7 separate regions of the Mus musculus genome follow, and regions 1, 2, 3, 4, 6 and 7 are each linked to region 5. A link is a contact called in public HiCAR-type and promoter capture Hi-C data. All regions are on one chromosome and are shown on one strand. Each heading gives the region's core, a stretch centred on a gene start, on an enhancer-like site or on the middle of the called end of the contact. The rest is flanking DNA. Distances are from core to core; before and after follow the strand shown. Region 1 holds the start of Uso1 (USO1 vesicle docking factor). Region 2 holds the start of Cdkl2 (cyclin-dependent kinase-like 2 (CDC2-related kinase)). Region 3 holds the start of G3bp2 (GTPase activating protein (SH3 domain) binding protein 2). Region 4 has its middle 14 kb from the start of Odaph. Region 5 holds the start of Mthfd2l (methylenetetrahydrofolate dehydrogenase (NADP+ dependent) 2-like). Region 6 has its middle 25 kb from the start of Uso1. Region 7 holds the start of Rchy1 (ring finger and CHY zinc finger domain containing 1).

Region 1 (3,776 bases), core at 598-3,097, 1.2 Mb after region 5:
GTCACTGGTGACAATTTAATGGTTACATTTTTTAGGATGCAACAAAATGCCTCCACGGAAAATGTCTAAAGCAAAATGTCAAGCAGAGGACAATAGTGGCACACAGTATTCCTGGCAATAGTATCCCACCATGCTCTGTGTCCAGGCTTACGACCTTGGGACTATCTATCACTACGGCCTGCATGGTGTGTGTTCTGTCATTCACGGGCAGAACAGATCGTCTCTCTTAGCATACTAGTCACATGTTCATTCAACAATTTATTCACCTATCCATCAAAATCACTCCATGATTAGTAAATACACTAGCAACTGATTTACAAATGGCCGGGTCATCAGATTTGGCTTATCAAGTTTGAATTCAGTGTCGGCGGCAAAGTGACAGCGCAAAGAATCTGCATCTTGATTTCAAGGTACTCTCTCCTGAGACGCTGAAGTGGAGGCTTAAGGAACTAGCAGGAATCTGCCCCACAAAGAGGGAAAGGGCATACTAAAGCAAGAGAAACATGTTGAGTATTTGAGGGACACTGGCGCTTCAACCCTAACAGGTGTGTCTGCCAAACTAAGGAGTTTGGATGTCATTATATAAACCGGGGAACCACTGGAGGATTCTAACAAGAGGACTGACATACTTCCTCTTGGGCTCACCCAAGGGTGTACTGTGGGAAGCCAGGGCTGGATGTAGACAAACTAGTTAGGAGCCTACTGCTGTAATCTCAGTGTGGAAGAATCTGAGAAATATTCCTGCACACCATACACTCAACATTGGACAGGTGAAGGAGGAAAGCCGGAGTCTTCGGATTCCTCCTTACAGACTAGGGGATTATTTGGGTAGAGGTACTACTGAGCACGCTAGGGCACACCGTGGAAGCATACTGATTTCTTTTTAGAGGGAGTCTGGGGGAGACATAGGTCTTAATCGTCACATCTGAGACCTATGGGGAATTGAAACCAAGAGAGGCATGAGTCAGTTGGTTTACTAGACTCCCTTTCAGAGTCAAGAAATTTGCAAAACCATGTGTACCTGGCAGCCTCATTTGGAAAGAACAAGTATAGCGATTTGGAAATATGACATTCTGCTTGCTAAAACCATTGAAAACGTAGAAATTAAGAATTAATTTTAAAAAGGGGGGCATTATGCTACCAAAATGACACAATGGAACAATTTATTTCCAACCTCTTATTAGAGATAAACGAAGGGGGTTACTTCTCACACTTGAAAATGAGCGGAGAACCTGGTGTTTAGATCAAGGAATTCTTTTTAGCGGGGCTGAGGAGCAAGAACTTAGAAACGCGCCCTCGAGTGGTAGTGGAATGAGGGGTCTCTAGCACCCCCTTTACCACCAAACAAAGCCCTGGGTAGAAATGCAATTTGCGAGGATCAAAAGGCCACCTCGCTCGTACCGCTTAACCGAAAGAACCATACGAATCTTCCAGGGGACAGGACACCCTTCTCCCCCTTACCTGTCACGCCGGCCAAAGGAAAATTTCACTTTCGACTCAACAAAAATAAACCCTCAGGTTTGACAGCTTGCAGTCCGTCCCGCTCTCGGCGACAAAACACCTACCAGCCGATGCTCCTAGTCTAATCAGAGCCTCGGGAGCCGACTGGGCAGGGCTGCGACCACGTGGGTGACCGCGGCCAGCAGCAGCAAGCAGCGCAAGGAGGAGGAGGGGGCGTGCCCAAGTGGTGGGAGGCCTGCTGGTAGGCGTGGCCTGTGGGGCCGGGCAGGTGGGCGTGGCCTGCGGCCCGGGGCTCCCTCCTCTCCCCTTTTGCCTTCGCCCTTCGAGCCGCCACGTAACGCCACGTCCCCGCGCATGCGCACCGCGGCTGGTGTCCGCGGCTGTTTCCGGGCTCGGGGGGCCGGAGAGGCTGCTGAGTAGGAGGCGGCGGTGGCGGAGGCCGGGGAGTGCGGAGAGCCGGCTCGGGGGCTAGGCCCTACGGGGGGCGGGGGGCGGTCGTGTTTTCTTTGGCAGAGGGGCTGGTGAAGCCGGCGGCTGAGCGACAAGATGAATTTCCTCCGTGGGGTGATGGGGGGTCAGAGTGCCGGACCCCAGCACACTGAAGCCGAGACGGTGAGCGCAGCGTCGCCGGGCCGGGCTGGGGCCGGGCTGGGTGGGTGAGATCGGGGCGTCTACGCCGCTCCCGTCGCCTGCCTTCTTTCCTTCCCCCTGCTCGGACGCGCGAGCTCCCCACGCGGCGGTGCAGCCCGGGCCGTGGTGACAGGAGGGCTTCGGGGACCCGGCACGGCGACGGACCGCGCGGCCCCTCCCTCCTTCCCTTTAACCTGTCGGCCGGCCAGCCTCGGTGCCGGCTGAAACCCGGCTCTACGGGGCTGGAAGGAAGTTAAGACCCAGCTGTTGGCGAAGGCTTGTGGCTAAGAATAAAACGATATTCTTGGGGCACAATGCCACCTGTTCCTGCCCCATCAGCTGTAAGAATGGGCGTTTGCCTAGGGTTGGTGGTTCAGACCCTACTTTTCAGGTTCACCCAAATGTGTCATGGGGCAATACTTACTCCTCTTGCACGCTGTAGTGATCTGCGCGCTAACCACTCTAGGGACTCTTCTGCTCTATTGGTGACATGATTTGTTAATGTTTTTCTTTTTTAATTATTAAGACATGGAAAACCGGCATTTGATTTTATGTTTAGGATACACTTCCTGGGAAGTTTGCAGAGCCAATTGGAAACTGCTGTGGATGGCTTACCTGAGAAAAATGAATTTAGATATACAGAAAAAAAAAAAAACCGCGTGTGACATTTTAAAGACAAACTTTGGGTAGTTGTCATAGCTCTGTTTTGTGGATTCAGAAGGGTCATAAAATAGGACCTGCAAGATAGGATGGAGTCTTTACTAATGAAGAGAGAATTAAAGTAACTTGACCAGAATCTTGGAGCTAGAATTTACTACGGGGGAAACTAAGAAACTAAGCTTTCTGCTAAGCTTAGACTTGATTGCTGATCCCGGGTTTCAGTTGTTAGCTGGCCCTTTTGGAAATAAGATTACCCACATTAATTAAGTTAGGATTACGTTAACTAACGAATGTAGTGTACTAATGTAGTTAGTGTAGTTTACGCATGTAGTTAGTACTGAGGGAGATGGAGGAGGCCTAGGACTGAATCCAGGGCCTGATTACATGGAGGGCAAGCATTCTGCCACTGAGCCAGACTTCCCACCAGGTTACAACGGAGCTGAAGGCTGTCACATGTGTTGTTTTTGAAAATCAGATCTCCTCTTCCCCCAATACCTGGCTTCCCTTGTTCCTCCCCACATGGCAACAAGGCTGCTGTTATTGGAAAGCCAGGGACTTTAGCTCACCACAGTCACAGCCCATCTCTTTAACCTTTCTGTGTTTTGTCTGATGTTTGTCTGTCAGAGACACACAAATTAAGAGCTGGCTTTGAAATGAGACCTTGATTTGAATCCAGGCTTCCAGGCTTGGTTGACTTGGACAGATCTGGGAAGGCTAATGCTTTCTAAGTAAAAAGTGCTGGCTCCTGTGGCTGTAATGAGTCTTTAAAGTTGAGAAACATGAAAGTGCAGCCCTTAGTAGATGCTCAGGAAAGGATGGACTTGACTCTAGTAGGTTAGGCTGAGATGATCCTTCGGCCTTGTCACAGTGACCTCTGTGGAAGAGGTGATGCGTTCTTCAGCGTTAGAGGAATTTGAAGCTGAGGCTCCTGGAGCAGCGAGAGGTCAAGCCTCCTCACTCTCCGCTCAGCAAAGTGACTTGTGCAGTTGGTACTGCGGAGCTGGAGCTGGGATGCTTGGTTCAGT
Region 2 (4,266 bases), core at 1,261-3,760, 1.1 Mb after region 5:
ATTTGGGGCTGGGAATGTGACTAGTGGTAGAGTATATGCTTAGCACGGGTATGAAGTCCCTGGGTTTGAATCCTAGACACACACACACACACACACCCATACACACACACAACCATACACACACACACCCATACACACACATACACTATACACACACACATTTGTCCATCATGCCCAGCATAAATTAATTTTTTTAAATCTGACTTTTGAATTTAAATTCCAGCAGCCATGAATAAAAAAATATTGCTCTAGATCCTGATTTGGTTTCAACATGGGCTGGGGAAGACTTAAACTTTAGGTATATTTATATTTTAAAATATAAATATTAGGTGATTATACTCAAATGACGACTCACAGTTGAATTTTTAAGAGCCTGACCATACCAAAAAAACAAAAACAAAAACAAAACAAAAAAACCTTATCACAACCTCTTGGAAGGAAAACACTTCTTTCCACTTAATATTAATCGCATATGATATATAGAGCTAACTTACCCAGACAAGAAAAAGTGGTGATGTTTTAGTGGCTTCTAGTATATTCATAGAAAAGGGGGAAAACCAACCAACCAAACAAACAAAAAACATTGACTTTTTATTCTAAAAAATTATGATAATCCAAAGTATATATTACATTTTCAACACTTGTCACCTAAGTGTGTGTGTGTGTGTGTGAGAATCCAAAGTATATATTACATTTTCAACACTTGACACCTAAGTGTGTGTGTGTGTGTGTGTGTGTGTGTGTGTGTGTGTCTGTGTCTGTGTTAACCCAGGGCCTCCAATAAGCTAAGCAGGTGTTCTTTCTACCACTGAAGTACACCATCCAGCAGCCATTATTTGCACAGTGTAAATGGAGATCAACACAGAAAAGAGAAGATGGAGAGAATGAAAAGAATCCTAATTAAAATCAAATTCAAAACTCTTCACTATCTTATTACCACTTTGGGTATTAGATTCTACTTAAAACTATTTACAGTGTCATAGGCACTGACTTCCCATATAGTTCACATTTTAACTTCTTTTTACCTTTAATTACTTTTATAATAAAAAATTTACATTTGGAAAAACCTTCAGTGTGATTCTAACTGGCATAGTTTTTAACCTTCCCTTAAGTATATATTGTAAAGGAGTAAGCTTTAGGCTAGTGAAAATAATACAAATAGCTGGAATCTATAGCCTAGATCGTTTTTAAACATATTGTAATTGGCATCCTAGATATTTAAAGATGCAAAATGAACCAAATAAAAATGACCTTAATCATGTCTAAAAGGTTCTGAAACATATTATAACCTAGTATTATACAAGTGAACTAATCCAAATTTATTTTCCCAACCATGTAGACACACTACATAGAGCACACCTACTTGTTCAAGTGGGACTGTCTAAAATACCTTAAGAATATCATGGCCTAAAATATGCCTTGTTTCCTCAGTAACTTATAACCCATCAGTTTCTTGCCTTCTCACTCTTAAATCTATGGGTAGCACGTGGCATACAAAAAAGAAGTCTGGTGCGATGGCACTATAATAATTTAGGATATGTGCCATACAAGCATACTGTTCAAATACTACCAATGTTCTTTGGTTAAAATCAAACTGAAATTTCTTATACATAAAAGAACGAAATAACTGGGTTTTTACAAAGTATTATACTTACTATTTCTTCCAAACCCTTCACATGGAAAGAGCCAAAGGTTTTCAACTTGGAAACAAATTTAAGGTGATATGCATCTCGCTAGCAGATCTAAAAAGATGCTGACTAGCTAGCACACTAGCAATCCCAGTATTGGGATTTCCTCTGCGGACGCAATTACCGGTCCTAGGTGAAGCAGGCAGGGAGGCAGATTGGCTTCTGCCCTCCGCAAGCTCACACTTCCGAGGACTACGGGCCGCATGCTGCCGTCGTCAAGGCAACGACCTCACTCGGTCCCCAGCCATAGGCAGTCTCCAGAGAGAGAGAAAGGGCCCGAGTCAGAATGCGTCTGCGACAGGCAAAGACACAAGCACCTGTCAAGGACAACAGCTGCAGAGAAACGAACTGAGGAAAACAGAGCACCGCCGGCCGAAAGCCCTCGGGTCGCTCAGCTCAGGGAAGCAGCACCTCGCCAAGTAGCCCTAGGCGAAGGCGTTGGCCACCCTAGCTGCAAGGGGCGGCTCTCACCCGCCTGGTCCCGCCCCGCCTACGGCGGAGCCTCCCTGATCCTGATTGGCTGAGGCCTGTCGTCAGGCGTTGTGATTGGCTCTGTGCCACCCCGCCCCGCCCCTTCACCTGGAGCTCGCAGGTTCGCTCAGCTGACGGCCTCGTCCCCACACCTACGGTCTTAAGTTTGTAGGGACCTTTCTGCCGGCGCCAGGAGACCTCTGCTCTCAGGGGACCGCAGGTTGCCCCAGTGGCCACGAGGAGAGCCAAGGTGACGGTTCGCTGGGACTGAGGAGACCATGAGATTTCCCAGCTTGCCCGCCCGCGGCGCGGCGGGGCGCTGCGGGGCGCGGGCCCCACCCGGGGAGGTTCCGCCCAGCCGCGATTCCTCGCTTCCTTTCGGTTCCGGGCGGTGGACCGGAAGAGCCTAGTAGTTTATTTAGCCGAAATTGGTGGGATGAGATCTGTTGACAGACCTGACAGGAAAAAGGACCCTGGGACGCCAGCCTGGTAGGGAAAGATTTGGGGTGGAGCCCAGAGAGGACCAGAAAGCAAGAAAGGTAGGTGCTGACTGCAAGCGGCGCAAGCTGGAGCTTAAAGCTTGCCTTCAGCTTGAAGACTAGATTAGCCACGACAGGGCAAGATCGGAAGACCATTACCAAGCATATGCTGACGTCGTACGAGAAGCCGGGAAATGCTTTATCCCTCCTTATTAAGGGACTGAGATTGTAAGGCCAAATAGTTTTACTTGTATTCACCTATAGCCACACAATTTGTACTCAACTAAATATGTTTTTTTTTTTAATAGCTCGATCCAGGAAAGTATCCTTGATAACAGACACGTATATGCCTAGCCAGCACCCAGGGGTTATTCTTGCATAGTAAGGTGTAAGAGCAATTGTTTTATAATTTTTCTTAGTTCGGTACTGCATTAATCTCCCGGTGCTCAGTTACCATCATTCACCAAACTGCTTAAAATCGAGTTCCCGAACCTACAATTTTGAGAACCACCTCTGGAAACAGGGTATGGGTTTTTGGTTTTTTTGTTTTGTTTTGTTTTGTTTTGTTTTTTTGGGGGGGGGTTGTTTTTGGATAACCCAAGATGTGAGTTATAATGTAGCAATGAGCTGTGACCAACTTGAAGATAATTCCCATCGCTTTACTCTAGATTGTAACAAACCCCATGAGGTTTAAATAGAAAAATATTTATGAGTGTTCTGCCTGCTTGTATGTCTGTGCACTGTGAGCGTGCTTGGTGCCCACAGAGGTAAAAGAGGGCGTCAAGACCCCCTGGAACTGGAGTTACAGTTGGTTTCTGATTGCCGTGGGTCCTCAGGAAGAGTGACAGGTGTGCTTGGCCACTGAGCCATCTCTCTAGACATTCATGTGAACTTTTATGTACAAACAGGTTTATTAGGGTGGGAACCTCATATTTTACTTTTTTCCAGTTTTACAAAAAATAAACAGTTGAGTAGCAAAATTAGTGGTATACATGGGAACTGAAAGGACAAAGGCTATAAAAATGGTGAACAGGTGTTGCTTGAGAAAATATTTAAAAGTTGGAAATAACTGTAAAGGAACTAGAGGGTAGTCAAGAAGTACAAGTTCCTTTGGGAAATAGGGTAGTTCAGTGATGGCATGCTTGCTTGGACTGCACAAAGCCCTGGGCCCCACATCCAACAATTTATACACTAAGGCATGATGGTTGTGGCACAGCCCTCTAATCTCAGCCCTCGGAGGTAGGGAGCAGGAGTGCCGCAAAGTCAGGTCTCTCTCAGCTACTGACCAAGCTCAAGACCTAGCCTCTGTGAGGCACCATGAAGAAGGGAAGGGGGAGGAAGATTATTCTGTCTGTCATCCGATTACTGAAGAGGAAGGAGATAGATGTTATGTAGAACAACTAGGATTGCTGTTTTCTTCTTGAACCATAAAATAACTGGCAGAGAAAAATGGTAGGGAAGGAGGCAGCATCAGTAATTCCTGAAATACTAAGTGTAAGGGTTTATTAGTCCAGAAGAATTCAAGGAGAGAAAACATGCACATTACCTAGCCTAAATCTTTAGTAAATTTCATTTTTCTATTAAACCATACTGGTCAGCCTGGCACGTAGTGAAAACTTTAGTCCCCA
Region 3 (3,711 bases), core at 378-2,877, 1.2 Mb after region 5:
CAGTATCTCACTGAGTAGCCCTGGCTGTCCTGTGGAAGTATGTAGACCAGGCTGGCCTCGAACTCAAAAGACCACCTGCCTCTAACTCCAGAGTGGTGGGACACTGGGTCCAAACCTAAAGACCATAAAGGGATCACTGAATTTCGCTAAATCAAGTGTTTACTCAAAGTTTGGTTCACATGCCTAGGGCTACAATAACTGCCAAATATGGAATTGGGACAAGAAATTACTATCCTCACTTAGAATTAGTGCATCCTTTTAAACTGCAGCTAATGGTTCCCCTGCCTAGGTACTTGGAACAAGCGAGGTATAGTGTCTAGAATCTAAAAACCAGAAACCTTAAGCTAATCAACTGCACAACAATCACACCCGGAGAGAAGGGGGCAATTTTCCTTGATTCAGATTTGCTGCACGTGTTTTGTTTTTAAGAAGCAAAAGGCATCTCCTCAATGTTTTTTGTGCTTTGGTTTAAAACTAGTTATATCTTGGGAGTAGAAATTGTGAACACGACCCTACAGCCCCCCCCCCCCCCCAAAGCACCACAGGGGTACCTAAATAAATCTGCCCTTAGAGACGCAGGAAAACCTCAATCAGACTCCACTAACGAAATCCACACCATTTAGGGAAACTTACGTTCTTCTCCCCTTGTCCTACCCCAAAGAATAGCAGGGGGAGAAAAGCCCATTCCCAAAGCACTGAAACGTCCTTTTTATTCCTGGGTAACAGGAGAGATTGTCTGCAGAAAAAGGACGTAGGAGACGCACGTTACAGTCCCAGTATCCGAACACGTTCGGGATAATCCGGGGAGGGCGGGGGGAAACGCCGAGCACCCGGCAAGTGGAGCGGCGGCCACCTTCAACCCCGGATTCAGTTTCCGGGCACAGAAATGGTGCCCGGAGGCCGCTACTTTCGCATCTGCGTTGCTTCTGCCTCCGCCGACACGGCCTCCTTCCCCTCCCCCACGGGCGGGGCGACGACCGGGAACTAGGGCCGCCGGCGAGCGGAGGAACCAGGCGGGTGGGCTTCCTACCCTGAAACCGCCTCTGCAGGAGCCCACTGCCCCGCTTCGCGGCTTGGCGCCCGTTGGCGCGCTCTGGGAGCTGGCGGCGGACAGGGTACCCCCGGGCTGCTTCATCCTAGCAATCCCCAGCCCCACCTGTGCCCTCCTCTGCACCACGCGCGCAGGTCATCCTCCTCCCCACGCAGCCTTCCGCTCACCTTGCAGGAAAGGCTCGGCTCTGCACGCACGCACGCACTCTTGCTGGCGTAGGCAGCCGGCGAGAACAATGTTTCCGCCGCACCAACCCCGACACCAAGCGCACACACCGGACGGTTGCCGCGAGCCGCGGAGCGGAGGGAAATGTCCCCTGCCGACCACCACACCGACCGCCCCTCTCGGCCCCCGTACACACCTCCAACCAACAGCGGCGGCGGGCACGTCGCGCGGAGGTCAGTAGTGTCGCGGGATCGGCCGCAGCAGATTCTCCTCCCTCGAAGCAACCCGAGGCTTCGGAATCCGGAGAGCCGCGAGCTCGGGGCCCCTCACAGCCACCTCTTCCCGAGAGCCTAGAGCTGCAACGAGCTCCAAGAACACGGACGTCCCGCCCCCTTTGCCGCCGCCCCCTCTTATTGTTTTACCCCTGCGGAAAGGGCTAGGGAACCCCCCAGCACAGCGCCAGCCAATCAGGCATCAGTTTGGAGAGCTAGACCCAACCTTCTCGCGTCCCACTGCGGAGCACGCGCAGAACGGCGCCGCGCTCGCTCGCTCGCTCGCTCGGGCGTCCGGAAAGCCAGGGAACCGGAACCGGCCTAAAGTCGGGGCGAGAGCCCGCTGATTTGACGTCACAAGGAAGCTGCCTTTCTCTTGCAGTGATGCTGAAGCCTCCCTGTCCTCTCAGGTGGCGCGAACAAAAAAGATGGCTCGCCGCTAACCAGTGGCTTTTACAAACGGTTATTCCTGGAGCCTTTATTCGTGATAAGAGGGAGCAAATTTAGTAATGGTCCTGGTTGCTGCGTTATCGGAGCATTAAAATGCAGTTTTGAACTCTGCACAGTGAGCTCACCTGTATTGCTTAATTAGCCTGTTTTAGGAAATGGAGGTTTAAAAGTCTTTCTCATCAATGTCAAACAGCTAGTTTTAAATAAGGGTGCCGAGCTATGGAGTATGGGGAAAGTATGACATAGGCTGTATGGGCTTGGGGCTTTTGTATGGCCTTGGTGGCTTCATCCTTAAATGGAACTTACTGGAACAAAGGCTGAAAGGCTTAAAATTTAAAAAAGAAAAAAAAAGCCACTTATAAATCTATGCCACTGGGACTTAGTTATGGAAACAACACTGCTTCATGAACCTTGATTCATGGGGAAAAAAAAGCCTTTGTAGACCAAATGTTACTTTGCCACTAATAGCAATGTTTTCAATTTCAAGATAGCAGAAGAAACTGGGAATGAAGCTATGAAACGGTGAAAGGAACGGAAGGGCAATTGAGAGGAATAGAACACATTTTAATCAAGCAAAATGCAGGATTAAATACATCCTCAGTTTTCCCTCACAGTAGAGATTTCCTAGAAGAAGAAAAAAAAAAGGTTCACAAAAGGCAATGCTGATTGGTACTTGAGCCTCCAAAATCTACACTGGCATTATTTTGGATTGCTTAATAATTTTTATATGCAAAATATATAGGCAGACCATCATTTATTAAATGACTCTGAGATGGTTTTTCTTAATGCATTACTTCTGCAGATTACCTTTTAAGTACAGTGTTTATAGACCAGATACGCTACTGGTATTTTATAAAAGTCACTTATGTCTCACAAAAACCCACTTACGTAATTACCTATTTGAATGCACACTTTACAGATGAGGAAAGTGAGACTTACGAGACGGTTTACCCTAAGGACACGCTCGTATTACTCATCTCAGCCAGGCTCGGGGCTACATACCTCTAATCCCAGCACCTGGGAAGCAGAGGCAGGAAGATCACAAGGTCTAGGCTGACCTGGTCTACGAAGCAGATTCTAAGTCAGCCAGGGGTACATAAGGAGACTCTCTCGATAATACTCAAACAAACAAGGACTACTCATGTTAACACAAGCACTCTGCATCCATACCCCACACCCCTAATTGTAAACGACAGAATGCTGCTACTATTGACTGCTAAAATTTCAACTGTTTCCAATCACATCGAATGCTTCTGGTTTGTTTTGGATATTTCAAGACCAAGTTTCTCAGTGTGGCTCTGGCTATCTTGGAAGTCACTCTGTAGACCAGACGGGTCATGTGTGATACCATGCTGGGCTCCATGCAGTGTTTTTGTAAGTATTCTTCATCCTGTAACCTGAGATAAGGTGTGTCTCCAGGCCTTGCTGTGCATGGGATCAGATCGGGGTTTGTTAAAACTCCCCTCAGCGTTTGTGATTCTGCAGATGTGTGCTGAGGGCTGAGAACAGGCACATCCCACAAGTACCAAGGGATCATAGAGCTGCTCTGGGAAACCATTCTACCACCCCTAAGACAGAGGGCAGCAAATGTCACTGAAGGAACAGCAAGTATCTTCTTCAATCTCCTCCTTTTATAATCCTTCAAAGCATAAGAATAATTCTAAGCTTAGCCCCAGGACTAACAAAAGCAGGCCTCAGGCAATCCCTGCCACTAAGACATACCAATTAATGTTACTTGTTTAAAAAAAAAAAGAGAGACTCAATTTTAGTAAA
Region 4 (3,802 bases), core at 220-2,719, 1.1 Mb after region 5:
ACACAAGATCGAGAGAGAGAGAGAGAGAGAGAGAGAGAGAGAGAGAGAGAGAGACAGAGAGAGAGAGGAATCCAACTCAGGCTGTCAGGCAGGCTTGTGGCAGGCCCTTACCTTTTGAGTCATCTGATGACCACCTCAGCTACTTCCTCTGGAAGGGCAATTAATCTTAACCACTGAGCCATCTCACCAACCCATCAATGGAGTTTTCTTTTTTTTAAACTACTACAATATAAAGGAAGTCAGTGTATGCACACTAATTATAGTGGTAGCTTTTGTTTATCAAATAAGCATTTGAATATTACATTGACCAGCAGTTAGCAATAATAGACTAAATAGAATTCCCCTAGCATAGTCTTAGTGTGCACCAATACCATCTCCCTTCCCTGACAGGTGTGGTGGCACACGTCTTTTATCCAAGTTCTTGGGAGGTAGAGGCAGGCACTCTTGTGAGTCCAGATCAGTTGCCTCTGGATAACAACTTCAGGCCAGCCAGAGCTACATAGTGAGTCTTTGCCTCAAAAAGAATGGAAGGAAGGAAGGAAGGAAGGATGGAAGGAAGGAAGGAAGGAAGGAAGGAAGGAGAGAGAGAGAGAGAGAGAGAGAGAGAGAGAGAGAGAGAGAGAGAGAGAGAGAGAGAGAGAGAGGAGAGAAAGATGCCTTCCCCTACTAAGGCAGATTTGAACTACAATGGTGGTGGTAGAGTTTTGCTTGTTCTCTCTCTCTCTCTCTCTCTCTCTCTCTCTGTTATTGTTGTTGTTTGTTTTAAGACAGGGTCTCACTATGTAGCCTTGGAGGGCCTGGCATGAGATTTGTAGACCAGGCTGGCTGGGAATGCAGAACTCCTCTAGTTCTGCCCCTTGGCGTTTGCCACTGCATCCACCTCAACTACATTTCTCATAGTTTTAAATCTAACTCTATACTTCATACACCTGACGAGCTGAAAGCCCCATGAACAGAGACACATGGGTCAAGCAGAAAGTGCCTCCCTCACTTTCAACACTGGAATATTAGGGTACATGTAGATTAAGTTGCAGCAATTAAATGATGTGACTATAAAGGGTGACCATCACACACACTCTGGAAGATCCCTCAGAGGTAATTCCAGCGGCCCATAGACCATCTCCACACTTCCTTCCTGTCCCTCCCATACCTCCTTCCTGTCCCTCCCACACCTCCTCCCTGTCCCTCCAACACTGTATTCTCTTCCTGTTTCACAGCACTCCACACTGTCACTGCTGTTGCTCTGCAGACCACGCCCACTTCCTCCTCAGGGCCTGCTCTCTAGCTGGACTCTCTAAGGCTCTAAGATGTGCCCACACTCCTTGCTTTGAAAGCTTCCATTCATAGAGTGCCACTGGATAGTTCCCTGACCCAAACTGAGATGGGCAAGCACAGGCTAACTTCCACTCCTTGTATGTGTTCTGTTACTCCTATGAGCAAGTGTTATTTCAATCATTCATTCATTCATACAAACACACACACATTCAGGCATCTATAGTCTTGTTATTTAAGGGGAACTTTGTCAGTCTTGTTCATTCTTTTCTCCTTAAAGCTTTGAACAACTCCCGGACACAATAAGAATGCAGTCAATTATGTTTTTAAACAAATGAATCTAAAGATTCATTTGACATCGAACCCTATTAGAGTTTTCATCAATTTATATATTATCTGGCCACGTCTCAAGTCTTCACTCAGAAAACAAAGAACATCTGTTGAGAGAAAGGGAAGACACACACATTCCTTCCAAATAAAATAGTTAGGGATTGCTGGCAAGTGCTTTCAACCCTTCAGGAGACTTAAAAGGAACCTTTCTCCGTTTCAGTGCAGATTCAATTTCCCCTTCCGTGTTTTTAGAGGAGAAGCTGGAATGGTAGCTAGAGACAGAGAAGCCCATGTCTAATAAGCACACAACTTTAAAGTTTCTCAGGCTTATCCTAGCAACATTAATCACTTTTTAATAATGGGGTGGGATGGGGACTGGAGAGATGGCTTGTTGTTCTTACAGAGGACTTGGGTTCAATTTCCAGCACCGTGTGGTGACAAACAACTGTCTATAGCTCCAGTCTCAAGGGATCTAACGCCCTCTTCTGGGCTCTGTGGGCCCCAGGTGTGAATACGGCACACATACACACGTGCAGGCACAGCACCCATATACAAAAACTAAAAGTAAGTATTTCTTAAAACTCTGAGTCTAATCCTCTTTGCAAAACCCCTCTGCAAGGCCAGGTCAAGACATATGTCTACATGTGAGGAGTGTGGCTTAGTGCCAGAGTCCTCCCTGAAGAATCAGGACATTCAAGAGCCAGTGCACAAGAGACAGTCGTTCCCTGTATAGTCTACACATAATGAACATTTTAACTTCGGAAATGCCTTTTGCACTTTCCTTCACTCAAAGGACCGAACACTCTTCTGCTTGGGACAGGAGTAGCTGTCAGGAACAGCCATAGAAATATGTTTTAACCATGGTTTAAAACCCTCCAGTCTCCATATTACAGACACTTCCCTCTTTTTCCACCCCACACCCCCATGCAGGTGTCATCAGTGTCTTGTTTTTCCAGACTTTTGTTTTAGGACATGGAAAAAAACTTCTGCTGTGCATTTTTTAAAATTGAGACTCTTGGTGGACAGGTGACAGCTGTATTTGCTAACTGCCTTCAAAGTTGAGGCTACATTGTACAAACTAACAGTCCAGGGAGAGAGCCATGGTCAGCGTGGATTCTCTTTCCAGTGTCCATTCACTATAAGGACCAACTTACATTCTACCTCTGCTTCCATGTCTCCAGTCAGGTCTGAAGATGTTCACAGCCTGGTAAGACTGGTACTCTCACATGGTCTGCTCAGCATCCCTGTCACTCTGCCTTCAGGCACCCCCCCTTTCCCCCTCCCACCCCACCCCCCAGCTTCATTTTGGGAAGGAATTGACTTTCCTAACCGTGCCAACCCTTCATCTTGTACTCAGAACTCTTGAGCCTGGATGAAGTGTGCTCTCAGTCCTTGCCAGGGAGCACCCCTGCACTGGTGGGTCTTTCTGATGCCATTACAGTATCCCCTGGACCATCCCATGACTCAGGTGGTTAACTTCACCTTACCACACTGTGCCCTGAGAAAAATCAAAAGCATCAACATACTGAAAAGAGTTCTGCAGAGATAGCCCAGTGAGTTAGGTTCCTAGTACCTCTAACTCCAACTGAAGAGGTTCTGATGCCACTCATGTCCACGGGCACACACACACATACACATGTACATACCCACACACAGACTCACACACGTGTACATACACACGTGATTAAATATAATTCAAAATAGAAACTGACCATTTTTTCTGATGCATGGACAAAAGGGAACAGACACTAACTTGTATAAAACTCATCACAAATTGTAACTTTCCCCCTTGGGGTGGATATGGCTTCTGTGAGTAGAACTTTGCTGCCACCTCCTGGAATATGCTTTGGCAGAATACAGCTGTCCAGGACAGAGCCAGCTGCAGTAATTAACTCTTCTTCAGTAACTTCTGCCCAGTCCTGCAGCAGTGACATTATCTCTTCAGTGCAGCAGTGACATCATCTCTTCAGTGCAGCAGTGACATCATCTCTTCAGTGCAGCAGTGACATCATCTCTTCAGTGCAGCAGTGACATCATCCTTCAGTGCAGCAGTGACATCATCCTTCAGTCCAGAAGTGCTTATTTTCATCCTATTTTCTGCCCAAGACCCAAGAGAGGAATTGGGCTCTGTCCTTTCTTTCTTCTGACTAGACTGCATTTCTCTGTATTAATATTTGACCCATAACAATATGATGTAATC
Region 5 (3,915 bases), core at 866-3,365:
TTAATACCTATGAATACCTATTAAAGCAAGCTTTAATGCTTTTTAATAAAAAGACGTTGCTTTAAATCTTATCTTAAATTTTACTATTTAGGATACGAACCACATTAATTATTACCTAAACTAGAAATATCTTTAGAGACCCAGCCTCTTGGGCTGCCTTATGCCATGTGTCGGAAGGACTCTAAACTTGAGTTATCAAATTTAACACTAACCATCTGTAGCAATGTAACAATTATTAATCTTAACCAACAACTTATGAGCTGATTGTGAAAACACTCAGAGCACATTACCAATAAAAAAGAACCAAATGAAGCAGTTACATTTAGACCAATCAGAGAATAATAATTTTTGTAGCTACAATCATAGAATAAAAAACACTTTACCATTGTCAAACACATTAATCATAAACCATTTATTAGCTTTTTTACTCCGAAACTTAGAGGCTGTGCACTCGCCCTTATTTCCTAAAACGAACAGTTTTTCCAGCAGGGGCCCTCCCGCCATGTGTCTGATTCCTGGCTGAAACACGTGGCAGCTCTCGGCTTTGCAGATAAAGTTTTTTATACCATCTTTATTATCCAACATAAAACATAGAACATTCATTCATACAGACTGGACACGAACATACATGAATTGAACACGAGAACAGATTGGTGCACCGGACATTAGACAAGACACAAAAGGGAACAGAGTACTCCTGCTATAAGGCCCAGAGAGATATTTCTCTCTGCTTTTTGGGACATTTTCCTCCCTTATGATGCATTTTTTATTAACTGGGGCAATCTGCCTATTCCTTTTAATAAACCCTTTCTTTTCTCACACCTCATGTAGCTTCGGAGAGCTACGGCCTACCGCCTATTACCCAGCTCCTCACTGCTGAACCTAAGTGAACCAGCGCTCGGGTTTAACGCTGTCTCAGCTTAGCCCATACCTTCTCCGGTATGAATTTCCCTTATCCTTTATTTTATGGAGCTCCGAACCAGCAGCGTCTCTTCCAAAAATCCTTTGCCGTTTCTCAGTCCCGAGTTGGTTCACCAATTGTTGTGTCCGGCCAGCAGACCACAACCTGGGTTCTAGCCTGAAAAGGCATTTTGGAAACCTGGAAGAGAAGAGGGGCTAGGTGGCGAGAGAAAAGAATGTAGCCAAGACAGTTACTCTGATCAAGGCTCAAATTTTATTGTTGCGACACTAGTTATGAAGGAAGGGGGAGGGGACCCGATTCCCGCCGAATAATCTCGGGTCCAGTAGAAAGGTGCACGTGTGTGGCTCCTCAGGTTCCAGCAGTGGGCGTGGCAGAACGAATGAGCAGGAAGCTCCACCCCTGAGCAAGCAGGTTTCAGGCTGGGGGAGGGGAGACTACACTTGTATATTTGGGGTACAAGTTCACAACAAGTATTTTACAAACACCCACCCCTCAACGAAACTTTTTCCTTGCCTTTTCATTCTCTTAACAGGTTTATTTTTCCCCCACAGCAGAAATTTAAATTTTTTTTATACACTATGATAAAGTGTTACATAAAAAGTCTCGATGCCAAGATTTTCTTCTATGTTTTCTTTCTGTGATTAAATGCCTTCTACCAGACAGACATTGCACCACTGTTCTTGATGGTTTTTTCACAGAACAAGCTCTCTAACATCTGGGACTTTCCATAACTAGTTTCCTCAGTCAGACAGTAGTCTAAACAGCTCTTGCCCCTCGCATCACTGCCACAGCTTGACCTTGGGAGGAATATTTCCTGTTAGCTTTGCAGATGATTTTTGCTTTCTCATTGCAAACTCCCTCTGCTTTAAGGTTCCACAAACTCTAGGATCTTCTGGAAGTGTCAAGGATGCTGAAGACTGATAGAAATCCCAAGGACATCTTTGTTTCTTCCTCTCCTTGAGTTTCTTTTTCAATGCATCTTAAGGTCGCACAGGGAGTGAAAAGCAAAGACCTGCAACAACTTTACTGCTCCAAGCTGCCCTCCCTGTAACCATGGAAACGAGACCAGGGACTAGAGCTGGGCCTGGGGCACAAGGGGGCCTTGCTGCCTGCAAGAACGGCCGAGGACTTCCCTGTGCTCCCGTGGCGACAGCGTGCACGGGTTGGAGCCAAGTCGCCCGCCACCCCGCGGCCACCAGCGGTGCCGCCTCTGCCTTCTCGGGGCTCGGCCCCGCCCCGCGCCCCGGAACCCTGCTGAGGGCCCCGGGCGTGTCGCTGAGCTGACCGCGGGACCCCCGGAGGCGGACGGCGAGGCATGGCGACGCGGGCCCGCGGCTTCTCGCTGCTCCGGGGCCGTCTGGGCCGAGGGCCTGTGCGAGCCCCGGGCGTCGCCGAGCGCGCGTGGCGCGGCTTCGGGAGCAGCGGCCGGAGGTAGGAGCTGCGGGCAGGGGCCGCGCGCTGGGCGGCGGCGGGGCCTGCGGAGGCCCGGGGTGGCCGCGGTGCGAGGCGCTCAGGCAATGGGCCGCGGCTTTGTTCAGACTGTTCTTGTGCGAGGAGGAGTAGGCGCTGTGCAGACCTGTAGTCCAGCGTTTCTGTTTCTTTAGTCCTTTGTCACCGGCTTGCTGTAATCTTTCCCACCTCGGAATGTCTTACAGTTTCCTTAAACTGCATGCAGTCCAGGCTGGCCTCTCCGCTTGTAGGGCGCTTGGCAGCCTTCGGATTTGGTTGCTGCCCGGGACAATGAAAAGACACCGTGGTGCCCAGGAACAGGCCACGCTGCCGCAGCGTCCCTTGTCTGCTGGGGAATCCAACCTATGGAACAACAGCAATGCATAGTGTCTTGCCCAGGGCCTTCGAGTTCAGAAAAACTCATTTGTAAACTTCCAGTGCTTCTTAGGTGGCTGGAGACTCTCGCTTGACGGTTTATAGTCACTTTGTGTCCTCAAGGAAAAGTACAGTGAGGCTGTGCCCATAGGTGCTGTGTGATTTAAATTAACTCCCCATCATACGTATTTGGATCTTAGTTTTGAGTCACTGAAATTTAAAGTTCTTTCTGTAGTCTTAACTTCGGAGATGGTTTGTAGTGACTAGGTCTATAGAAGAGGATGTGTGGTAAATGATACAGCTTCGGAATTCTATTGCTGTACACTGTTGGCCTGTAGTAGCAGCGTTGGGATTTGCTGTTTAGCCAGAGTGCTCTCCTCCCTTGGAAGAACAGATTTGTAAGGGTTCTGTTTGCAATCCAGACTTGAAGGGGTTGTCTACCAAGAGTATCCTATTTAAATCATTATCCTTGGAATTTCAAGTTTTTAGTGCTTCCCTCTAGAATAATGGTAATTTTTTTGTTAGTGTATAAGTTGATTAATGTCCCTTCATCAGTTCGATGTCTCCATCTCCCCATTTGCTCCTTGCCTAATTCCTACTGAAACAACAGTTACAACCTCAGTATTTGGTTGTAGCCACATGCTCCACACCCACAAACACATAGATATCCATCCATTCATAGAAACTTCCCATCTTGCAATTTGTAGTTTGGTCTGGTGGCAGGCCTTGGGTTTGAACTCTGATACCTTAGAATTAAAGGTGCAGTCTGTTTTGGAAGACTATTTCTTTCAAACTGTGATGATAAAAGACATTACTTTGTGCCTGCCTGCTTCCCATTCTGTTTGATGCAGATTACAATTATGTAAGAAAAGAAATGCCATTTTGTAGCGTTTTTGCTTTTTAAGACGGCACTAACCAAGTTCGGATATGGTGGTACTTTTTTGACCTTTCTTTTGGCCCTGACCGCTTTACCTGAAGGCAAGGCTGGCTGTGAAGATGAGAAACACCAGCAGACTGGTGTATCTCGGGTGGGGAGGAATTTGGACAGTGTGTTGATGTTTATTGGTGTCTCTTTTCTCTTCTAGGGCCAGCAGAGAGAAGAGACTCCATCTTCCAGAGGTTGCCACTGTCTGCCTCCCCATTCAGTCATCTTTTTAAGTGACACCTCA
Region 6 (3,954 bases), core at 828-3,327, 1.2 Mb after region 5:
GTGCTGAAGAGTTTATGAATGTTTTGAAGATTTGGTTGGCAGAAGCCACTGTCACTGGGCTCCAGTCAGGGAACCTGTAAACAAGCAGAGACAACATGACCCAAGAAAGAGCTGGCACCCACCCAGAAGACACCGCCTCTGAGTCTTCCAACCAGTAGCATTTACCCTTGTCAACTACCCAACTGCCCTGGGGCTCTCTTCTCAAATCTTTCCATTCAGGGAGTGCTTCTTAAATGTTTACAAAGAGCCAAGAACTAAAGGGCATAGGGCTGCAAACTACACAGCGCCCTGGCAGAGACGGTAAGTAGACATTGAAAGTACTGGCCAGGGCTGAAAGACACTAAGAACCAACTTTGGGGATGGAAAGTGGTCCGGGTGCAGAGTACTGAGACAACAGGCAGTCAGGACACCCAGGAACTGAAAACATCGAGCAAACTAGGCTTAAAACAGGTAATACAGGGGTTGGGGATTTAGCTCAGTGGTAAAGTGCTTGCCTAGCAAGCCCAAGGCCCTGGGTTCGGTCCTCAGCTCCGGAAAAAAAAAAAAAAAAAAAAAAAAAAAAACAGGTAATACAAGCTGGGTGTGGTGGCAAAGTCTGTATGTGATTCCAGTACCCTGGAAGGAAGATTGTGAGAGGAGAGGAATCTGCACCGTTAGTATCAAACCTCGGGGCACACACGGAAGGAGGCTGTGAAAGAAAGAAAGAGGGCTGGTGAGATGGCTCAGTGGGTAAGAGCACCCGACTGCTCTTCCGAAGGTCCAGAGTTCAAATCCCAGCAACCACATGGTGGCTCACAACCATCTGTAACAAGATCTGACTCCCTCTTCTGGTGTGTCTGAAGACAGCTACAGTGTACTTACATATAATAATAAATAAATCTTTAAAAAAAAAAAAAAAAAAAAAAGAAAGAAAGAAAGGAAAGAAGGAAGGAAGGAAGGAAGAAAGAAAGAAAGAAAGAAAGAAAGGAAGGAAGGAAGAAAGAAAGAAAGAAAGAAAGGAAGGAAGGAAGAAAGAGAAAAGAAAAGAAAAGAAAAGAAAGAAAGAAAGAAAGAAAGGAAGAAAGAGAAAAGAAAAGAAAAGAAAGGAAGGAAGGAAGAGAAAAGAAAAGAAAGAAAGAAAGAAAGGAAGGAAGAAAGGAAGAAAGGAAGAAAGAGAAAAGAAAAGAAAAGAAAAGAAAGAAAGGAAGGAAGGAAGAGAAAAGAAAAGAAAGAAAGAAAGGAAGGAAGGAAGAAAGGAAGAAAGAGAAAAGAAAAGAAAAGGAAAGGAAAGAAAGAAAGAAAGAAAGAAAGAAAGAAAGAAAGAAAGAAAGAAGAGAAAATTAAATAAAAAAGAAAAGCTCAAACAAGCAGTCAAGTTGCCGAAGGAAGAACCGGGCTGTGCTTAAGGAAGGGCGGGGCCAGGGAACATTTGGAAGCTCGAAACTTGGGGCTCCTGGGGGTCAGCCCCAGCAACAAACCAACCTAGAGAGTTTTTCTTTGTGTTCCTTCCCACCCCGACTCCCACCGCCACACCCACCTGGCTATTGTCCCTATTCACTTCTCCAGTGAAGGTCATTTTAATTTCTTAGAGCTTAATTAAAAGATAATTTCAACCTACATCTTATTCTTTAGGAGCCAAGGCTCCCCCACCTCAGGTAAACCCTTCTCCAGATAACTGTCTCACTGTGACAGAGCAAGCAATCCTCTAAACAACTTTTGTGACCTACTGGTCTGCCCTAAAAGCTAAACTCTCAGTCAAGTTTAAGGAGAAAACACCCTGAGGAGATAGTTTCCGGCCCATCGGAGTCCCAGATTAGCTTAATTGCCTGACTTTCCCCTCATTAGAAAGTTCCTCTAGGAGGCAGATCTCTCCCTTCAGGAGAGAGAACACCCACAAAAGCCTGGGCTGTACCTGCAGGTTAGGGAAAGTACAGGACCCCAGAGCGAGGCAAATTAGCAATTCACGCATTTTACCATTTCAATTGGAGCCGGGAATTACAGCCGGGAGCAAAAAGAAGTCGCCCTCGTAACTCCCCCGCAGTTTCCTGTGTATTGTTTGCGGTTGGCTCTCCCAGCTGAACAAAGTGCTGGCAAACCTTATTTTTAAAAACACAAATAAAAGAGCTATGCAGGTCAGAGCAGTCCCTCCGCTGGAGGGAAGAGCACACTCCCTTCAGGAGTAGCTGGGGAAGTGGAGCCAGGTGACAGTGGGGTGCTGGGGAGACTGGGGGTGAGGAAGGAGACAAAGTTCTCAGCTCTTCCTAGGCGAGTCTCTCCGCCTGTAGTCCCAGCACTCTGCAGTGCTGAAGCAGCTTTCCCAAAATTCCACACACACACCCATTTCTTTTTTAAATATTTACTTATTGTATGTTTCTTTAGTTAAGATTTATTTTTGCCAGGCGTGGTGGTGGCACACGCCTTTAATCCCAGCACTCCGGAGGCAGAGGCAGGCGGATTTCTGAGTTCGAGGCCAGCCTGGGAGAAACCCTGTCTCGAAAAACCAAAAAAAAAAAAAAAAAAAAAAAGATTTATTTTATTTATATGAGTACACTGTAGCTGTCTTCAGACACACCAGAAGAGAGTATTCCATTATGGATGGCCGAGAGCCACCATGTGGTTGCTGGGAATTGAACACAGGACCTTCGGAAGAGCAGCCAGTGCTCTTAACTGCCAAGCCATCTCTCCAGCCCTCATTTTAACCCCCTTTAGGCTCTGGTATCTGCTGTCCTGCTTTGTTTTCTTTTCTGGCTCAAGGACAGCCTTTGCTGAATTCAGAGATCCTCCTGCCTCAGTAGGAAGTAAGTTTCAGATGACAAAGAGACTACTCCAGCTTCAATGTCTGCACAAAGCAAACTTCACTCTGTCTAGAGCGAGTGTGGGAAAAACACAAACACACAGGACCAGGCGTTTGTTTGGCTGAGGTCGGGTGGGGGTTTTCACAGCTCTTGGCTATCAGTGCGCGTGTGTGTATAAAACCTTCCCATGAAAGTCTTTCGTGTGTGTGTGTGTGTGTGTGTGTGTGTGTGTGTGTGTGTGTGTATATGTGTGTGTAAAACTTTCCCATGAAAGTCTTTCAAGATGAGGGAGATAAGGATTTGAAAAAGTAGTGAACACAGGAAAATAAAATTAAAAAAAAAGCCTCTTAGACATGTAAAAATAGCTTAGTGAGGAACCCCACTACACCCCAAGGCTGCATTTGATAGCTCAAACCCAGGGACATCACTGGAGATAGTAAAGCAAGAGCCTAAAACTCCATGATGCCCTGATGCCCACTGGACAGAATATAAGCAGAGTCCAAGAGCAGTGCTCTGCTCTGCACATCTGGACAGACACCACCTTGGTCTGCCCGGCAGCTGGAAAGTTACCTCCAGGAACCTGACCCTCAAAGTAGAGCATAGTTTTTTAAAAAAAAGTGCTTTTTAGACATGTAAAAATAGTGAGGGTCCCTACTACACCCAAGGCTGCACCTGACTGATAACCAGAACCAAGTCACATCACTCACTGAAGATAATCAGACACAGTCCTAATACCCCAGATGCCTACTGGACAGTATATATGTATATATGCAGAGACCAAGAGCAGTGCTCTGCTCTGCACATCTGGACAGACACCACGTCGATCTGCCCTGCTTACTAGTCCCCTGGCTATCCAGTCCCTCACGTAACTCCGAGTGAACTGCTTCCACTACTACCACATCTTAAGGCAGAAGCCCACGGGCGTTAGTTCCTGCCACAGTGATTCTTCCTCAGGGTTCTGGTTCTTTCCTTCCTGCGACCAGCTCTGGGCTACCCAATCTTAAGGCAAAAGCCTGTGGCTTTGTGGAGGAAGTCCTGAAGTCGGGGATTCGCCCTTATCTCTGGAGCCAGTTTGGGCCCTTAGGAATAGCAAGATGCCACCTTAGTTTCATCTTTTCTAAGGATCATCTAAGATCCTGCTGACTAGACTGTACCAACTGTCACAAAATCAGGAAGGTAG
Region 7 (4,008 bases), core at 1,290-3,789, 1.0 Mb after region 5:
ACCTCCAGTACCTGCCCTGCAGGAGCTCCTGCCTTGCTTTCCCCTAATAACAAACTGTCACAGCAAAGCCAAACAATAGACCCTTTGGTCCCCAAGTAACTTTTGGTTGTGGTGCTTATTACAGCACAGGAGAAGCAAACCCCCGTGCTCTGCTTGCCAGCTAAGAGCAGCCTTACCCGTATGCTGGGTCTTCCCACTGTGACTACTCAATGGTTCTCCCCTTTCTTGCTGCATTACAAAATGCCCTGTTGGATCATTTCCCAGTGTACAGAAACATGCTGTAACACAGCTTTCAGCAAAACAGCCACATTTTTGCTCTCCTTGGCAATAAAAATCCAAAAATCCTCTATGCTATTTTCAGTAAGCACTCCAAGGAAGCTTTACCCTGAATACTTCCATTGGCACTTTTCTTGTCAAGATCAACAGCGACCTTCCCCTGGCCAAAGCAAAAGCCAGCTGTCACTCCTTATCTTGCTTGCACAGCTACACTTGATCTAGTAGATGACTTACTCCTTGAAACACCTCAGCTGGCCTCTCCTATTAAGAAAGAGGAAGAGGGAACAGAAAAACAATGCTTGGACACTCAGAGAAAAAGATTTTAAGTGTTGTGAAACACAAATTTGGTTGTGCAATTTCTTTGCAGGGGTGGAAGGGGAAGGCCAGGTATTAAATTCAGTTTCATACCACTTTGAAACTGTAAAAATATTTCAGTAGAAATGTAACCAAAAGAATATTTAATTCTTTATACAACATTAGATAATTGACCAGTCTGAAAAAATTCATCCAATGCAATGAATGCTCACCAGGCATGGCCTACAGAAAAGGGTTTAAGTTGCCTTACAGATCTAAGCCTATCACTTAGTCCTAACTTATAAGGTCAGTGACCAGCAGAGCTGATTGTGAAGGTGGCGAAGGAGGAGTTGATGACCACTGTGGGTGCTAGTTAATATATACTCCTAGTCATTTCTGGGGACACACCTCTTAAAACACCACATGTGCACTCTAGCATGCAATCATCACATGGTTTATAAAAGAGGGACTTTCCCTGTTGGCAGAGAAGGCTGAACCTAGAGACTCTCTGGTGAGGCCAGTACTCTAGCAATGACCTATATATACCCCCAGCCCCACCTCCTTTTTTTTTTTTTCTTATTTGCATTAGCATCTCCTGGCTGGTATTCCTTCTGCCTCTGCTTCACAAATAGCTGGAAGTATGCATCTCCTGGAGCTACAGGCCTTTACCACTAAGACCAGCTTCCAAACTTGTATATTTTATATGCAAGCTCTTTAAAAAGTAGCTTGCTCCAAATTACACAGCAAGTTAAGGACAATCTAAACTATGAAGGGAAAGCTATAGGATTCCAAGAGTCAAAGTTTCTTCTCAGTGGGAGGCGACTTCTGAAGACTGAAGCCAAGGCCTTCAGCATTATAAACTCAATTCTAAGGCTGAGTTATAACCCCAGCTCAAATCTCAGGCTTTCTCAACAAAATATTAAAACTGCTTCTTAAAAAAAAAAATCAGGTAAGTCTTAACTGTGTGAGAGTCATTTTTAAAAACTCTAGATGACTAGAACGTCTCAAGCAGGAAAAATGACAGCATATATGTATTAGGCACTCCTCCAATATCCAACTTAATGGCAATCACCCAACTCTCACTTCACACAGACATTTTCTCCTGGACAGGTCTGGGCATATTCCTAGACAAAAAAATGAAGCTGACAAGCCATACTATAAACTTCCTACACGTACAGAAATTATATTCTGATTCTTCCCTTGCTTATGCTTTCATCACTGCATCATACGCACTTGACAGAAATGCCAAGGCCCTTTCACTTCCTCATTCTACTGTCAACCGCAAATGACGGATAAACCCACAAGGGAGGTGAATTTAAGCAAGGGCCAAGTCTTTACAAACAAGAACTTGGCTTGCAGCGGCGATCGAGTACAGAGCTCCTGCTCGCCTTGCCAAAACGTTTCCTGCAAGGAGAGCCCAACTCCAGATGGCAGGTATCCTGACAAGCAGCTCGGTCTGAAGCTTCTGCCCAACCTGCCCTTGCCAGACCCGACCGCAGCTCATCGAGGAGGTACCCTCTAAAGTCGTCACCTTGAGGAGACAAGCTCTGTCATAGTGCTCGCAGCCCCGCGGCCCCTGCGCCAGGTTGCGGACGCCATCTTCCCGCGCCGTCGCCGCCATCTCCTCCTCCTCCTCCTCCACCACCTCCCCCTCACCAGCCACTGAACCTTTCCCCCAGCTTGGAAGCCACGCCTTAAGGAAGCAGAGTCGGTCGGACACCCGCTCCTCCTCGGAGCAGCGGCCACCAGAGTCAGGAAGGGGGGGTCCAATCACGTGATCTGCAGCATCCGGATTTCCGGTCCCTGGTGTAAGGGGTGGAAGCCAAGTGAGACGCTTAGTCCGTCGTCCACGTTAGTCGCTGTCGTCACTGCTAATGGTAGTAAGTCTTAGGTTGGCTCTTTTTCCCCGCCCCGGCATCGCTGCCAGCCCTGATTGCGGGCGAAGGGGACCGCTGCGTCGTCTGGCGGGCGCTGCTGCGAGCCGCCGGCGCCGGTGAGGAGCGGCCCCTCCCGCGGCTGCTCCGAAAGGGGGCGGGGCTCGGCGGCTGCGCGCGCAGGTCCGAGTGCCGGCGGCTGTCCCGGTCTCCTTTTTTCCCTGCGCCCCCTTTAGAAAATATTGTGCTGTCACCCACCCAGGACTTAAGAACGCAAAGTGAAAAACAAGTAGCCACGCCACGCCCCCGTGGAACTCACAAATGGGGAGGGGGAGAACGCCACGGCATTAGATGAGGTCACAACTTCCACACTGGAAGGACAGTCCTGTGTGGTGTCCCTGGGGAAGGAGACGCTCGAGCTGAAAGTTGAATGGCAAACAGTACGCCAGCAGGAGTTAGTGTGTACCAGACCTGTGGGAGAGAAAAATCTGGCCCGTAAGAACATGAGAGAAATAAAGAAGCCTGCAGAGTTTGAATCTCAGACCTCAAGGTGCATAACTTTATGTCCACTCTTACAAAATACCAAGACTTAGAGCATTTTATCAGCAAAACTTCAGGTGTTGGGATCTGGGAGAAGGGAGGCAATTGTCCGGGAGGAGATGCCTTTAGCTTAGCCCTGGAGTTACTAACTCGTTTTAATTCTCTTCCAGTTGTGTTAGGAGTTGCTAAAAACATGGTGAAAGGTTGCTCGGCCATTGGATGTGCCTCTCGCTGTTTACCAAATTCCAAGTTAAAAGGACTGACATTTCATGTGTAAGACTTTGCTGTACTCAAGCCAGATACTTTTAACTTTTTACTAAAAATGATTCTACCAGAGTCTGCAGTTACAAGCTTTTGTTCCCAGTCTTTTTAAAATAACCTTGTTAAATTTGAACTGACAATGGTCCCTTTATAATGTGCAAGTTTCAAGTGCCAAGGAATGAAAGACCAGATAGCACCCCCACCAAAAATAAAATACCCCCACGCACAAATTGTCAGGCTCGTCTTTGCTAATGTTTGCATTCTAACTGTGTTACGGTCTCTACTGTTCATATGTCGATCATCATCTAACTGAGGGCTCTGTTCAAATACCCATACCTTCTTTTTAGAAATAGATGAGGTGGAGTGGTTCACTGTAAACTACATGTTCAGATCAAGGATTATTTAGCTGTGTGAGTTTGAGGATTCTAATTTAGTGTTTAGCCATTCCTGTGACACCCTAGGAAGGGTCTAATAGGATTTAATAAGCATACTTAGGATGTTCGCAGCTTTTGTGAAGCACTGTTATTACTAGGGAAAGATCTAGTTACTTTACTAGGCAGGGAAATAAAAAGAACCTATGTGCTACCATGTCCCAAAACAATATTGAACTAGCTTAGAAATGTTGAGAAGTCTGATTATTGCCTCCTGTATATGTCAAAGTAATTGTAGCTCCAGAACCGTAGACGTGCCAGCTGTTCTCCGCATGAGTTCATAAGGCATTTATAGACCTGCTATGTATGAGTTGCTATACAAGTTATTTTCA

What was found. Promoter capture Hi-C pulls out the DNA fragments that hold promoters and counts their contacts. HiCAR-type assays count read pairs that join an accessible place to other places.
Region 1: a contact with region 5 is called in a HiCAR-type map of astrocytes, with 5 times the contacts expected there. The contact joins the promoter of Uso1 here to the promoter of Mthfd2l in region 5. A contact is called at or near these places in 13 of 39 promoter capture datasets (the 3T3-L1 cell line, 3T3-L1-derived adipocytes, the C10 cell line and 8 more), 7 of 115 datasets of contacts at active chromatin or transcription factors (the NIH/3T3 cell line, astrocytes, embryonic forebrain and 4 more) and 2 of 9 other capture datasets (embryonic stem cells and liver).
Region 2: a contact with region 5 is called in a promoter capture Hi-C map of the SN4741 cell line, with 5 times the contacts expected there. The contact joins the promoter of Cdkl2 here to the promoter of Mthfd2l in region 5. A contact is called at or near these places in 19 of 39 promoter capture datasets (the 3T3-L1 cell line, 3T3-L1-derived adipocytes, the C10 cell line and 13 more), 5 of 115 datasets of contacts at active chromatin or transcription factors (SST interneurons, astrocytes, forebrain and 2 more) and 2 of 9 other capture datasets (liver and macrophages).
Region 3: a contact with region 5 is called in a HiCAR-type map of astrocytes, with 5 times the contacts expected there. The contact joins the promoter of G3bp2 here to the promoter of Mthfd2l in region 5. A contact is called at or near these places in 10 of 39 promoter capture datasets (the 3T3-L1 cell line, cranial neural crest, embryonic stem cells and 5 more), 3 of 115 datasets of contacts at active chromatin or transcription factors (astrocytes, pancreatic cancer cells and pro-B cells) and 1 of 9 other capture datasets (liver).
Region 4: a promoter capture Hi-C map of the HPC-7 cell line shows a contact between it and region 5, with 6 times the contacts expected there. The contact joins the enhancer-like site here to the promoter of Mthfd2l in region 5. A contact is called at or near these places in 8 of 39 promoter capture datasets (the 3T3-L1 cell line, 3T3-L1-derived adipocytes, the C10 cell line and 4 more), 1 of 15 datasets of contacts at CTCF or cohesin (the NIH/3T3 cell line), 4 of 484 Hi-C or Micro-C datasets (CD8 T cells, cortical neurons, germinal center B cells and 1 more), 2 of 115 datasets of contacts at active chromatin or transcription factors (astrocytes and neural tube) and 2 of 9 other capture datasets (embryonic stem cells and liver).
Region 6: a contact with region 5 is called in a promoter capture Hi-C map of embryonic stem cells, with 5 times the contacts expected there. The contact joins the enhancer-like site here to the promoter of Mthfd2l in region 5. A contact is called at or near these places in 5 of 39 promoter capture datasets (embryonic stem cells, hippocampal neurons, liver and 2 more), 3 of 115 datasets of contacts at active chromatin or transcription factors (the NIH/3T3 cell line and embryonic stem cells) and 3 of 9 other capture datasets (adipose tissue, embryonic stem cells and liver).
Region 7: a promoter capture Hi-C map of liver shows a contact between it and region 5, with 6 times the contacts expected there. The contact joins the promoter of Rchy1 here to the promoter of Mthfd2l in region 5. A contact is called at or near these places in 16 of 39 promoter capture datasets (the 3T3-L1 cell line, 3T3-L1-derived adipocytes, the HPC-7 cell line and 9 more), 1 of 15 datasets of contacts at CTCF or cohesin (the NIH/3T3 cell line), 5 of 484 Hi-C or Micro-C datasets (bone marrow-derived macrophages, cortical neurons, embryonic fibroblasts and 2 more), 10 of 115 datasets of contacts at active chromatin or transcription factors (the NIH/3T3 cell line, bone marrow-derived macrophages, cardiomyocytes and 6 more) and 4 of 9 other capture datasets (adipose tissue, embryonic stem cells, liver and 1 more).

What each region holds. Positions count from the first base shown.
Region 1 is chr5:92,136,091-92,139,866 of GRCm38.p6, forward strand. It overlaps Uso1 (USO1 vesicle docking factor), which reads left to right and starts at 1,848. Exons shown (of 24, transcript NM_019490.1): 1 at 1,848-2,073. The coding sequence starts at 2,008. It also overlaps a transcript of G3bp2 not described here.
Region 2 is chr5:92,040,532-92,044,797 of GRCm38.p6, forward strand. Cdkl2 (cyclin-dependent kinase-like 2 (CDC2-related kinase)) reads right to left here and starts at 2,511. Exons shown (of 14, transcript NM_016912.2): 1 at 2,268-2,511.
Region 3 is chr5:92,082,117-92,085,827 of GRCm38.p6, forward strand. It overlaps G3bp2 (GTPase activating protein (SH3 domain) binding protein 2), which reads right to left and starts at 1,628. Exons shown (of 11, transcript NM_001080795.2): 1 at 1,413-1,628. Gm46933 reads left to right here. Exons shown (of 2, transcript XM_017321256.1): 2 at 756-2,049. The coding sequence ends at 1,457.
Region 4 is chr5:91,999,777-92,003,578 of GRCm38.p6, forward strand. No RefSeq gene overlaps it. Among named protein-coding and RNA genes, the nearest start is that of Odaph, 14 kb to the left of the region's middle. Within about 2 kb of position 1,470, at least 78 of the 459 cell types and tissues checked have an H3K27ac peak or open chromatin away from gene starts, as enhancers often do. A contact at or near this core is called in CD8 T cells and the HPC-7 cell line, where this site is marked.
Region 5 is chr5:90,929,081-90,932,995 of GRCm38.p6, forward strand. It overlaps Mthfd2l (methylenetetrahydrofolate dehydrogenase (NADP+ dependent) 2-like), which reads left to right and starts at 2,116. Exons shown (of 8, transcript NM_026788.1): 1 at 2,116-2,353. The coding sequence starts at 2,238.
Region 6 is chr5:92,110,889-92,114,842 of GRCm38.p6, forward strand. It overlaps a transcript of G3bp2 not described here. Among named protein-coding and RNA genes, the nearest start is that of Uso1, 25 kb to the right of the region's middle. Within about 2 kb of position 2,078, at least 56 of the 459 cell types and tissues checked have an H3K27ac peak or open chromatin away from gene starts, as enhancers often do. A contact at or near this core is called in adipose tissue, embryonic stem cells and liver, where this site is marked.
Region 7 is chr5:91,960,529-91,964,536 of GRCm38.p6, forward strand. Rchy1 (ring finger and CHY zinc finger domain containing 1) reads right to left here and starts at 2,540. Exons shown (of 9, transcript NM_026557.4): 1 at 2,102-2,540. The coding sequence starts at 2,191. It also overlaps the pseudogene Thap6.